Linked DNA regions of Mus musculus: region 1 is linked to region 2. A link is a contact called in public HiChIP or PLAC-seq data. All regions are on one chromosome and are shown on one strand. Each heading gives the region's core, a stretch centred on a gene start, on an enhancer-like site or on the middle of the called end of the contact. The rest is flanking DNA. Distances are from core to core; before and after follow the strand shown. Region 1 holds the start of Glmn (glomulin, FKBP associated protein). Region 2 holds the start of Barhl2 (BarH like homeobox 2).

Region 1 (6,394 bases), core at 2,351-4,850, 1.1 Mb after region 2:
GAGTTATCACAGAGAAAGGAGCTTCCATTAAGGAAATGCCCATGAGATACAACTGTAAGGCATTTTCTCAATTAGTGATCAAGGGGGAAAGGCCCCTTGTGGGTGGTACCATCTCTGGGCTGGTAGGTAGTCTTGGTTCTATAAGAGAGCAGGCTGAGCAAGCCAGGGGAAGCAAGCCAGTAAAGAACATCCCTCCATGGCCTCTGCATCAGCTCCTGCTTCCTGACCTGTTTGAGTTCCAGTCCTGACTTCCTTAGTGATAAACAGCAGTATGGAATTGTAAGCTGAATAAACCCTTTCCTCCCCAACTTGCTTCTTGGTCATGATGTTTGTGCAGGAATAGAAACCCTGACTAAGACAAATTGGTACCAACATAGTGGGGTATTCCTGTGACAACCTGACCTTGTTTTGGGGAGGACTGTGGAAGGACTTTGGAACTTTGGGCTTGAAGATCCATTCGTTGTTAAGAGCTCTGTCAGATGTTGTGTAGGAGCTTGGAAGATAATGTTGAGAACAGTGCAGAAGATGTAGGTCTGGCTTGTGAAATTTCAGAGGGAAAATTAAAGCCTCTTTTCAGGGCCACTGCTGTTTTTGATTGTGAAGATTCTGTAGTTCTGGTTAGCTGGGGCTGAAGAATCAGCTGTGATTAACAAGATACCAGAACTACTAAAGCAAAAACTTTGCATTACTGGGACTATTGATGCTGGTTAGCTGGAGCTAAGAAATTAGCAGTGATTAAAAAGAGACCAGCATCTTTGAGGTGACATCTTCTGGGAAGTGTTTTCTGAAAGCACAAAGATGCTGTGTTCCAGAGATGGCCAAGGTTGTACTCCTGCTGCAGCGGGACTTGGTAATATGTAAGGGTCACCCAGGTGGTACTGGTTTTGAAGGCATGAAGGGGTCACACAGAGCAGCTGAGGCGTGGCACTGTGAGAGGCCATGGAAGGCCATTGGTGAAGGTGCAGCCTCAGTTGCAATTGACGGCCCAGGACTGAAGGGGTCATGCAGTGTTTTGGAGATGCCAGTACCATGAGATGACCACCAAGAGCAGCAGCAGTGGAGTACAGGCATCTGGAGCCTAGAGGATGACGCGTGTGCTTCAAAGGGCATGGCTGGAGAAGTGACCCAAGCCCTTGGAGGAGCCCAGAAGATCTTGAGTTGGATCCCAGACATTGGATGGTTGGAGATTGATTTTTGTTTTTGACTGTGACTGTGCCCTGATATTTTCCCTCTTAAAGGAAGAAACTATTTTAGTGGAGCCCACAGTTAAGAGACTTTTAATTGTAAAAAGACTTTGGATTTTAAAAGAGATGGATATCTTAAAGAGATTGAAATTTTAAGAATATGTAAAGACTTTGAGACGTTTAAAGTTATTTAGACCTTGGGGATGAATAAGAATGCAAGGGTTGAGGCTTACTAGTGATGTGTTTGTGTGTCAAGTTGACAAGGGGTCAATTGTACTGGCTCGTTGTGTCAACTTGACACAGCTGGAGTTATCACAGAGAAAGGAACTTCAGTTGAGGAAATGCCTCCATGAGATCCAACTGTAAGGCATTTTCTCAATTAGTGATCAAGGGGGAAAGGCCCCTTGTGAGTGGGACCATCTCTGGGCTGGTAGTCTTGGTTCTATAAGAGAGCAGGCTGAGCAAGCCAGGGGAAGCCAGTAAAGAACATCCCTCCATGGCTTCTGCATCAGCTCCTGCTTTCTGACCTGCTTGACTTCCAGTCCTGACTTCCTTGGTGATTAACTGCAGTATGGAAGTATAAGCCGAATAAACCCTTTCCTCCCCAACTTGTTTCTTGGTCATGATGTTTGTGCAGGAATAGAAACCCTGACTAAGACACAGATAAAAATTAGAATTATCCTAATATTTTAATGATTGGCTTTATTCATTTTGGCTTTTGAGACGGGCTCTCATGAGGAGGCTTAGGCTGACCTGGAAATTTCAGGTCCTCTTGTCACAGCTCCTGACTGCTGTCTATAAGCATGAATCAGTATGGCTTAAGGAGTGATCTTGAACCTACTGTACCAGAGAAACTTATGAAAACAATAAGAAATTTAAAATTAAAGACTACTGGGACTAGAGAAATGGTTTGGTAGATAAGAGCAAATACTATCCTTGCAGAGGACCTGAGTTCAATTCCCAGCACCCAGATCAGGTGGCTCACAACCACCTGTAACTCCAGCTCTGAGTGGTCCTAACGCTACGGCTTCCATGCCAGGCACTTATACTCATATATACCCCCTACCAACACACATAAACAGACATGTACATGATTTAATATGCTTTTAAATACAATTTACTAACGTTTACCTTCATACATATGCATGTGCCTGATGCCCATTGTGGGCCAGAACAGGGCCTGGGTTTTGAGAAATGAACCCAGGTCCTCCGCAAGAACAAGTGCTCTTAACCACTGAACCATCTCTCTAGCCCCTTATGCCCCTTGTGAGCGAGGGTCTCTCTCTCTCTCTCCATAGCCCAAGCTGTCCTGGAAATTTACCATGTAAACCAGGCCAGCCTCAAAATCAGAGACCCCTCTGCCTTTGCCTCCCAAAAGTACTAGGATTGAAAGTCACCACCACCATCATCATTATCATCTAATCTACTTTCCTGATTTTTTGATATTTACAAGTCAAAAAAGAAGAAGCAGAATTTAGTTAAGATAAATAACATGAGTGACCACAAAGTAAAGATACTCTATGCCCTTCCCATATATTTAAAGGTGTTTTCGGAGAAGTACTTACACATCTTTTTATTATGCTCTGAAGTTCCTCCACAGCCATTCCTAATTATTTTCCTAATTTTGATGCTGTAATGAACTAATACAAAAAAACCCAGTTAATTGTGTGATACCATGTAAATTATGTTTCATAAACCGTTTCATTCTGAATTATTAGACAACAAACACAATGTAAAGTTTTATAGGTTAACTGCTATTACTGAACGTTACTGTGTTAGCCTAATGAAGCATTTTTAAAAGCCCCTGATATAATGCCTAAAGAAAGTAATTTTTAAAGAATGACGAGTAAAAAAATAAAAAGAGCCCTAGAAAGAACTACTAGAAAAGCCTTTGTTTAAAAGGAAAACAAAAATCCAAATTGTGGACCTGGAATGAAAAATCTAATCATTAAGTAATTTTTTTAAATGTCCCATTGACAAAAACTGGAATCCAACATAATTAAGTCACCCAAAGAAGTTGAAGATTCCGATGCCGCCCACCCCATTCTCCACAGGATCTCCCTCCTCACATAAACAATCGTCAGTGAGATCACCGAGTATCACGAAAAGGAGGCCAGCAGCGAAGGTCCTTGCCCCGCAGGCGCGAACAGGAAAATCACACCCTACCGCGCCTGGCTGAGGCGAAGGGAGGCCATTTCTCCCTGCTCCTGCAGGGCAGGGTGTCCAGGCTCCAGCACCTCCAGAGGCCGAGCAGGAGAGCCGCGTGCGGCGCAGGTCCTGTTCGGCGAGCCCGATCCGCCCGACCCAGCATGTCTACCTACCCGCCGATCCACGCGCCTGCCTCTTGCCCTCCTCCTCCTTCTCCACTTCAGGTAGCGCAGGCCGCACTCCTGGCCCCGCCCCCGGACCGGACCCTCCCCCTCCGCCGCTCGCCCCGCCCCGCCCTGGGCCCGCCCCCTCCGCCGCTCGCCCCGCCCTCCCTGGGCCCGCCCCCAGCCCGGTTCCGGGCGAAGCGTGAGGAGGTAGATGTGCTGTCCCGACCCCCTCTTCTGACCGCATTTCCCCATGGCTGACTCTGCCGTACCTTGCTCTCTAGGCCCAAGTACCCGGGCTTCCAGCACCCACCGAGATGCTACCGGTACGAACAAGAGCCACCGTCCCAGGCTGGGACCCTGAGACCTTGGTTTGAGTACCACGCACGCGCGGGCCTCTTTCTGAGGCTGCGCCGGGGAGAGCGAGAACTCCGGGTGGATGAGGCCCAGAGCTTCCCAACGCAGGCTGTCCTAGTGCCTTCGGGGGAGGAATCCCACACTCTTACACAGGGGTTTTAGGATCTACCCGTACGTGGGAACAAGTGGCCAAGGCAGGTGGTGGTCAGTTGCCTTGAACCTTGGATTGCTTTGATATCTGGTCTCTGAGGTCTCAGACTCCTCTCTTTAGGCAAGGGAACAAACATTTGGGAGACTGAGCAATGTTTATTCTAAAGGAACCCAGTTTAGAGAGTGTTTTAAAAGCACTTGATTAAAGCGCATCCGATGAGAAAGAGTCCTCGAAGAGACTGCCGTCATGAAAATGTAAAATGTAATTAATTTACAGAAACAATTGAATTTGCTTCCTGTTTAGCCCCCCCTTTTGTTTTTGTTTTTCTGGGGGGGGGGTTGTTTTTCTTTTTTTGTACACATCGAAGTTGGAAATGAGATGTGTGAGAGAAAAGGAAATGGTGCCTACAGTGTGATATTTGGGGACTACTCTGCTACATCAAATGCATTGGCACTTGACTTTTCTCTCTTCAATTGTAGGTACTAAACAGACCCGAGCCCTGAAACGAGGAGATGCATCTAAAAGGTAGAACCACGTGGGCATCTGCATTTCACTTTGCTTTTATCTCATTAATTCAATCTGATTTGGTTTTTTTTTTCTTTTCTTTTTTTTTTTCTTTTCTTTTTTTTTTTTTTTTTTTTCTTTTTTCTTTTTGGTTTTGGTTTTTTTGTTTTGATGTTCTGTTTTCTGATCTTGCAATCTGGGAATTGAACTTAAAGACTTTGTACATTCTAATGAAGCTCTTTGTCTAATTTACCGAGCTATACTCCAGCCCAAATAGTTTAAAAGCATAGTGCATACCTTTCTTGAGAAAATACTGAAGACTCAGGAAGCACTGTCGATTCTCACGTAAGACTGCTCTGTCCTTCAGCTGTAGGAAAACCAATGTGGAGGCTTAGGCTGTTGGAAACTATCATGAACACCTGTAGAAAGTTCTGGGGACATAGTTCCTGAATTAACCAATCTTTCCCATTTCTTCAGGTACACTATTACTGTTGTATGTGCCAAGCTCGCTGAAGCAGGTTCTTTCTTTATCACTTCAAGGCACCTTTTGTCTTCTGGGTTTTTTGTTCTGTTGTTGTTTTGTTTTTCTTTTCTTTTTTCTTTCTTTTCTTTCTTTCCTTCTTCCTTCCTTTCTTTCTTTCCCCTCCCCCCCCCCTTTGGTTTTTCGAGACAGGGTTTCTCTGTATAGCCCTGGCTGTCCTGGAACTCACTCTGTAGACCAGGCTGGCCTCAAACTCAGAAATCCGCCTGCCTCTGCCTCCCAAGTGCTGGGATTAAAACCGTTCTCCACCACTGCCCGTTTTTTTGTTTTCTTTTATTTTGTTTTTGTCTTCTTTGTAACGTTAAATAGGAACTTAAAAACAAACCAACCAAAAGCATCCTTTACAGTTTAGAGCTTCCAAAAAGTCATGGCCTCTCGTGTCACAGAGGAGATAGCTAGAGCAAAACTCATCTGAAGAGACTAACATTCATCACTTCAGGACTCACCGACTCTTCTTGCAAGATAATTTCCAAATACAAGATCGTCTGTATTTGAGTTAGGCCCTTAGGATGTGTTGTTGAACAAGTCGGTTTTGCTCACAAGAACTGAGCTTCCACTTCCGTATCACTGCTCATCACGGAAGGACAGTCAGGTCAGGAACTCACGCAGGGCAGGAACCTTGGGGCAGGAGCCGATGCAGATACCATGGAGGAGTGCTCCTTACGGGCTTGTTGAGCATGGCTTGCTCAGCCTGCTTTCATACAGCATAAGCCCTAGGATAACATCATCCACAAATGGGCTGGGTCCTTCCCATCAATCACTAAGAAAATGCTCTTTAGGCTTGCCTGTAGCTAGAACTCATAGAGGCATTCTTTTTTTTTTTTTTAATTAAATATTTTCTTTATTTACATTTCAAATCCTATCCCGAAAGTTCTCTATACCCTCCCCCCACCCTGCTCCCCTACCCACCCACTCCCACTTCTTGGCCCTGGCATTCCCCTGTACTGGGGAATATAAAGTTTGCAAGACCAAGGGGCCTCTTTGCCCAATGATGGCTGACTAGGACATCTTCTGCTATATATGCAGCTAAAGACATGAGCTCTCATAGAGGCATTCTTAAGGTTCCCTCCTCTCCAGTGACATTAGTGTGTGTCAGTTTGATGTAAAACTGCCAGGACAACATTATTGACTGCCATCATTTGTGACAGACAGAGAACATAGTAAGGTACTGTAGATATCTGTCAGTCAGGAGAATGGTTAAACAGTCAGTGTGCTTGATAATTGGAGCCAGCAAATTGTATATAAATCTTAGTACATGACATCACCTTTATTGATGGGCATAAAGTGAGAAAAATTATTTTTCATGAAGCTTTTCGTATTTAATATAAAGACCTGTAATGTAATC
Region 2 (6,812 bases), core at 4,280-6,779:
TTACTGACGTATATAAGTGACTCTTTTTTGGACAACATATAATAAATATGATATATCACTCATCGCTCAGTCTTTCAAATGTACATTTTTTTCATATTATGTAGCATGCCACTTTTCCAAAAGAAAAAAAAAAAGCTCATGAAAAATCAGTGCAAAGTTCTCCATCACCCTCCTCTGCTCTGAGGCAGACTGGATGTCCAGGGTACCACCTTCTGCCTGGGGGTGAACTTCAGGCTTCTGTCCAGTAACAATTCTCTCTGCCCGAAGGCTCCTCTCCATCCAGTCTCTCCCCTCTTTGCCCTCCCCCCTCCCTCCCTGCTGCATGTCCCTAAAGTCATTTTGTTTAAAAGAAAAAAAAAAGAAAGAAAGAAAGAACTCGAGGGTTCGTTTTGTGTGTGTGTGTGTGTGTGTGTGTGTGTGTGTGTGTGTGTGTGTGTGTGTGTGTGTATGTGTGGGTGGATGGGTGTTTTCACTTACTGGTTGCACTTTTCAGTATTTTCTCCAGTCACACTCGGGGAGCTTTGCAGCCCTGCCTCTGAGTGGGCAGATGGAGATCTGAGAGCTGGCTGGTCCTTGGGGACCCCAGCCCACCGGTGAGCTCCCCCTTTTACTCCTCTGCCTCTATTCCAGTTGGTTTGGTGCGGGAAGAGGCGGGGCAGCCGTCCGGGGTGAGGTGGGAACCTGGAGGGCTGTGGCACTGTCCCTCCTGTCCCTCCTTCCTCACCGGGGATGCGGGGTGCCTGGGATGGGGTTGGACAAAGGGTTGAGGGCCGGCTGTCCCCCAGGCCCCAGGCCGTGGATGAGCACGCGGGGTACCAGCGGCCGCTGCAGCTGCGGATGAGGTGCTGGAGGAGTTCGGTACATGCTGCTGTACATGGCCGCGGCCGCCGCCGCCGCCGTGGTGCTGTCCATGCTCCCCAGCAGGCTTGGGTGATAGAAATAAGGCGACGGAAACATCCTCTGCAGCGCGGAGTAGTTCCCGGCCTCGGCTAGCAGCTCCAGGCCCACTGCAGTCTGCCGCTTCCACTTGGTTCTGAAAGAAATCGGGTGGGCGCGGGTGGCGGCTGCGGAGGATGGTCCCGGGACCGCGCCCGCCGCTCCCCGCTCTCCCCTATCCTCCCTACTTCAGGAAGGCCTGGGGAACCTCAAATACACCTCTCCTGCCCCCACCCCCACTCTGCTTCACCCACGCGCTCTCAGGACGGCCCAGGCCCAAAATCAGTTCTTCAAACTACGTCTTCTACGTGGGGACACTCGCAGATGGAGTCGTACAAGCTTCACTGCCTTCTCTGGCCCTCTGCCCTACAGTCTGCCCCACGATTTAACTATATCCTGCAACTTTCCCGGAGGCCAAATGAAATCCCATCTTTTCACCAGCCTTCTTCCCTTGGTCCCCCAATTCTCCTCCAATCTTCTCTGACCAGAAATCTCAGAAAGGTTGGATCTCGGCCCCTCCCCCCATCACACCCAAGGAAACCAAAACCAGAAACAAAGGGCGGCTGACACTCCGGGTTTGCACTCTCCATGGCTGCCGGGACAGTTCCTCCCTAAGTCTGACCAGGCATTACAGGCTTAGGGAAGAAGGGCGACGAGGTTCAAACTGGAATTCGTTTGAGAGTGAGCTCTCCCTAGGGAGCGGTACCTCCGACCATTCTAGGTGGAAGGAAATGGGTCTCAAGATATTCTCTCCTTAAAAGAGAAAGTAGTGCTTAAACCCTGTGATCCATTTTTTTTGGGGGGAGGGGGTCTCCTCTCTTCCCACTGCACCAAGCTGGGAGAGAGGACTTTACTCGAATGCCCTAGGAAGGCAAGCCTGGTGGAGCATCCATACCCAGCAGCTCTAGCCAAATTAATAAACATGTCGCCGGTTTTAAATTGGCTACAGATGACACTAATGTTCTCCGACAGAATTAGGGTGGCTGAAACCGTATGTAATGAGACAGAAAATTATGGTAAGATGACAACTGGACGGGCATTTCCAACCCCACTTATGAACGATTAGGACACAAACGACAGAGGGGGCAGAGAATTGAGCCTAGAGAGTTTAGCACCAGGTGTGGAAACAGGACATAACCTCAACTCCTACTGCCCAAGTCTGTCCCTAGCCACCAGGGTGAGGCCAGACACTTTCTTAATGTCTTTTTTTAATCAGTCACATGGGACAGGGTTTGTGTCCCCTCCCCACCCTTCCTCTTTATGAGACTGCAGAAACAGCCAGGACATGGGGACAGACAATTCCCTCCCCTTCCCCCACGCACACTGTTGAGTAGATGCTCAAGCAGCTGCCTGATTCTCCAGCCCATGGCCTCCAGTCCAGCTCTAATCCAGATGGGTTTCCCTGATCTTCCATGTTATGGCAACCAAGGCTTGGACTTTGGCTTTCCCAACTGCCTAACATTTAAGCCAAGGCTGGTGGGACAGCTCTGTGAAGATCTCAATAGCTAGGCCATGTTGCTTGACACAGATATTTGGAGCCAGCTTGTGGCAGTTCTAAGGGTACTCTGCGCACACAGATTCCTCCTGGGTGTCAGTTACACAGATATTTCAACCTGAGTGCGGCTTGACTTGAGGACAAAATGAGGGAAACTGTGGTGCCTCGAGTTTCTGGGGGGCAGGGAGAGAGAACCAAATGTTAAGACATTTAGAGCACAAAAGTGTTCAAACTCCCGGTGTCCTCAGTCACTCCCATTTGGATGTGTGCCTAACCTCTGCCCCAAGAATACCCACTACAGACCCTGTGACTCTCTGTCCCGCATCTCCAGGAGAGAAGATGGTACCGGCCTGGCCTGCAGGGACCCAGTGGCTCTCCTCACCTTCGGTTCTGGTACCAGGTCTTGACTTGGGTGTCAGTGAGGTTGAGTGCGGCCGCCAGGTCCATTCGGTCCTGGACACTTAGGTACTTCTGCCGCTCAAAGCTACGCTCCAGCTGGTTGAGCTGGTGGTCTGAGAAAGCTGTCCTGGCCTTTCGAGGTTTCTTGGCTCTCACGGGGGGACTCTCTCGGCTACTTGTAATCTCCCGGTCTCCTTCCTCCTTTGTTCCTAGGGTAGAAACAGTGACAGGGTTCTGTAAATCAGCCTGAACCGAGGAAGAGAGGAGTGTCCACCTGGCACACACCTCCACACCCCCACACCCTTTCCTGGGCCTTGGAGAGCAGAGAGGCCTGAGAGAGTTTAAGTGTCTGTGGTCTCCTGTTTCTAGTTCTCTTTGGTCTGAGAGGAGGTTATGTTATGCTCCTCTTTGTTGTTTTCAAAGGGATGTTCTTTGTAAGGCACTCTCCAAAGTCTTTCTACTCTGTTTTCAAGACAGGCAGACTTCAGGACGTTGCTCTAATATTTTTCCTGCTAGCTGGAACTTAGATGCCTTTGTTTCTTTTCAGATGCATTTGGAAAATGTTAAGACTCAAACCTTCTGCAGACCTCCTCTGTATCGGGTCCCTTCCAAGCTTCAGAGAGAATGTGTCACTGAACTGAGCTCAAAAAACACTTGAGCCCATCCAGGTGACAGCACAGAAATTTCCGGATTCTATTTGTCAAGTTTGGTTTTTTGCTGAAATGCTAGGAAATCGATATGTCAATCCCTCTCCGTTTGTACCGGTTTGTGCAGTACTCCTTGATCTTCCCTGCAGGAAGAACAATAATCTCTCTAATTGACCCACTGGGGAGGTTGGTGAACGAGAAATCGCCAGACCAGACTGTACATCTGTTTGGGGCACTATTATGCTAATGCTATAAACAGTAAAATGAAGAGCCCATGTCCTAGAAGGTAGGAACCTTCTAGATTGCAATCCTTACCAGAGAAAAATTAAGCATTAATAATAATAATAATAATAATAATAATACCACTAAAGATGGGGGAAATCTCCCTGGTGTTTTAAAATCTTTTGCAATGCAAAGACAAGAACAGTTACTTATGAAATTGAAATTGCCCAAGACGAAAATAGGGTATTAAAAGATAAATTTCCATTGTTGTCTTGATTTTACAAAAACAAATTCCATAAAATTTAGTTTTCACAAATATTTGTTATTGGAAAGGGCCAGAAGAGGGGTATCGGTGAGAAGGGTGTTCTTAAAAAACAGGCTATGATTTGTTTTCTGTATTAATCATCAATTAGTAAAAATGAATTGCTCCTGTAATAATGTTGGAAATTTTTCTAACATTAAATCAGACAATTCCTGTGACGGCATTTAGAAAACATGGAGGGGGCATTTGGAAAATACTGGGGTGGTATTGCATTCAAAAATAAACATCAAGTTGTGATCACAGACCTAGACAACCACAACTGGCTACCAGCTTCTCTCCACCCCTTCCCACTCCCATTCCCAAGGTCTCAGCTAAAAGAAGAAAAAAAAAAAATCCCAAGTAAGCCTCTGTTTTCAACGAAAAGTGTCTCCCATCCTATCTCTTCAGTTACCACCTTCCTCCAGCACATTTAAAATTAAGTAAAACAAAGAACGGAGCCGGATGGCCGCAAAGGTTGTGGGGCAGAAATGTAACCAACAGAACTTAAGGTGCGTCGCTAAATCGCACGCCTAGGCCCCTCTCCTTCGGCGGTCACTCAAGTGACCCGGGCAGCTCCGGCGCAACTCACCGTGGCATTTGATGTCGCTCTGGGGGTCTTCTCTCTTGTCCAGCTTGGTTTTGCCGTCCTCCTGCTCAAGCTTTGGCCTGAAGCTCTCGTGTGCCGCGTTGCTCTCCTGCTTCGGGGTGTGATGAGGAGAAGAAACGCTGGTGCTGTAGGGTGCACAAGCCGCCAGGGGTTTGCTGTCTCCCAAGATGTCCTTAATTAAAAAGGAAGAGGTGGAAGTCCTGGGGGCCGCGGCGGCCGAGCCCAGCTGCTGGGCTGCTGACTGCGGCTGCGGCGGCGGTTGCTGTTGGGGCGAAGGCTGCAAACTTTGCGCGGGGACCGCGGATGGTGGCGGCGGCTGTTGGCTGTGGTGGAGGTGATGGTGATGCTGGGGTCCGTCTGTCACAAGATGCGGCTCCGGGGGTTCCAGGGTGACCGAGATCGGTGAAGAGGGCGCCGTTCCCACGGTATCAATCTCCGAACAGGGTGACGGGGTGGCCTGGCTCCTAAAATCCGTTGTCCTCGCTTCACCGAGCGATCGGAAATCCCCGTTCATCATGCCGGGGCTCCCGGAACCGGCACCGGACAAAATAGTGTCTATTCCAAAACTCGACCCGCTGGCCCCTTCCATTGCTGTCATTTCTACATGAGGTCCACGCTACTCCGCGGATCAGCCGCCGCCGGGACCAAGCAAGGGAAACTACCGATCGTAAAACAAAATAGACACTAAAAAGCGTTGACACTGCTTTAAAAAAAAAAAAAAGTGGGGAGGGAATGAAGGATAATGGGAGGTGACAATTGGTGGGCACTTTCGACTCAACTTTTCCCCCTTATACAAAAAGTAAAGAGAAAAAAATTTGAGGGGAAAGCCCCCAAATGCCACAAGCGGGAAGGTGTGCTCCGCTCCGCTGGACCACCGCGCACGTGGGCGGTGGCAGCGGAGAGCAGCACCGAGACTAAGATGCTGGCCGCTGGAGCAACCCCGCCGCCGCCACCTGCACCGCCACCGCCGCCGCCTGGGTCTGCCCACTGCCCGATCCCGGGCGGCGGCGGCGGCGGCCGGAGCAGGTGCAGCGACCGCTAAGGCCGGGCGGTCCCGGAGGTGACCGCCGTGCGTGACCCGGCAGTCCCGGAGCCGAGTTTCTGAACTTTGTTGGAAAGTTGCGGAGCGAACGCGGCCGCCGCCGCCCCGGGAGGAGGAGAAGCAGCGAAGGAGCAAGCGCGGGCGCAGGAGACCGCGGACAGGCGGCGCCCGGCGACTCCCGCCGCTGCCCCGCGCGTTGGCTTGTCATCCGCGGGCTCGCGGGCGGCGCCGACCCCCTCCCGTGACGTCACGGCCCCCGCCGCCGCTCCCCGCCCGCGCCCCCGCCGCCCGGGCCCCGCGCCCCATTGGCCGCTGCGCGCCAGCCAGCGACGCCGGCGTGCCGGGAGCCAATGGGCGCGCTCCTGGCCAGCCCGTCAGCAGCGCGCCTCGAACCCCGCTGCTCTTTTGAGAACCGAACCTCGGTGCGCCCGCAGCCCTGAGCCCAACGCCTACTCCAGGGGTCCAAGTGGTACCCACTGTAACGAGTACCCGGCCAGGGAGATGGGGAGAGACCAGAAGGGCACTGGAGAAGGGAGCCCCCGGGCGGGAAGCGGGGAAGCAGTACGGATCGTTAGATGTGCCCGTGCTAAGTCAGATTGGAGGGTGAGTGGAGAGGCCGCGAAGGGCAAAAGGATCCTGCGGCTCCCGGTGGCCTGCAGCGCAGCCCCGCTCGCACGGTTCCCAAGCACGCTTGAGCAGAGCGGAAACACGAGGAGCAGGGGATAGAGGTGCTGAGGGACCCCACGGGGAAGTGTGTGACACCAGAGCCAGAGCTCCGCGTGGGCCTGCAACGTCTGAGCTCTACTCTCCCCACAGGAGCCGGTGCGCTCCAGCTCGGTCCAACCGGGTAGCAGATCCAGGAGAGGCACTGAGCTGGGGGGCTACATCTTTGACCCCCCTGTCGGGAAGGATCGGGCCTTTGGCTCCAAATCCCGCTTTGTCTCCAGTCAGAGCCTGTGCTGGAAGAAATGCCGGGCCAAGCACTTTCTCCCGAACCGGGAAAAACCCCGGGCGAGGCGTTCTCCAGCGGCGCGGGCAGCTGTGGTTCCCTGCGGCATCAGGCTGCTGTGGGGCCGCGGGAACTGGGTGGCTGGTCCGCAGCCTGAGCTCCCGCAGCTCCTCCCTCCAATGCTTCCATCCCCTCCCCACTGTGGCAGGCCTTG

What was found. HiChIP or PLAC-seq counts read pairs in DNA pulled down with a chosen protein or histone mark.
Region 1: a contact with region 2 is called in an H3K4me3 HiChIP or PLAC-seq map of embryonic limb bud, with 7 times the contacts expected there. The contact joins the promoter of Glmn here to the promoter of Barhl2 in region 2. A contact is called at or near these places in 1 of 39 promoter capture datasets (embryonic stem cells), 1 of 484 Hi-C or Micro-C datasets (embryonic stem cells) and 1 of 115 datasets of contacts at active chromatin or transcription factors (embryonic limb bud).

What each region holds. Positions count from the first base shown.
Region 1 is chr5:107,594,039-107,600,432 of GRCm38.p6, forward strand. It overlaps Glmn (glomulin, FKBP associated protein), which reads right to left and starts at 3,601. Exons shown (of 19, transcript NM_133248.2): 1 at 3,506-3,601; 2 at 2,750-2,824. The coding sequence starts at 2,788. Rpap2 (RNA polymerase II associated protein 2) reads left to right here and starts at 3,658. Exons shown (of 13, transcript NM_144911.3): 1 at 3,658-3,822; 2 at 4,484-4,529. The coding sequence starts at 3,750.
Region 2 is chr5:106,452,637-106,459,448 of GRCm38.p6, forward strand. Barhl2 (BarH like homeobox 2) reads right to left here and starts at 5,530. Exons shown (of 3, transcript NM_001005477.1): 1 at 4,590-5,530; 2 at 2,814-3,039; 3 at 1-1,033. The coding sequence starts at 5,205. The coding sequence ends at 721. It overlaps Gm33151 (a long non-coding RNA gene), which reads left to right and starts at 5,956. Exons shown (of 2, transcript XR_389476.3): 1 at 5,956-6,252; 2 at 6,807-6,812.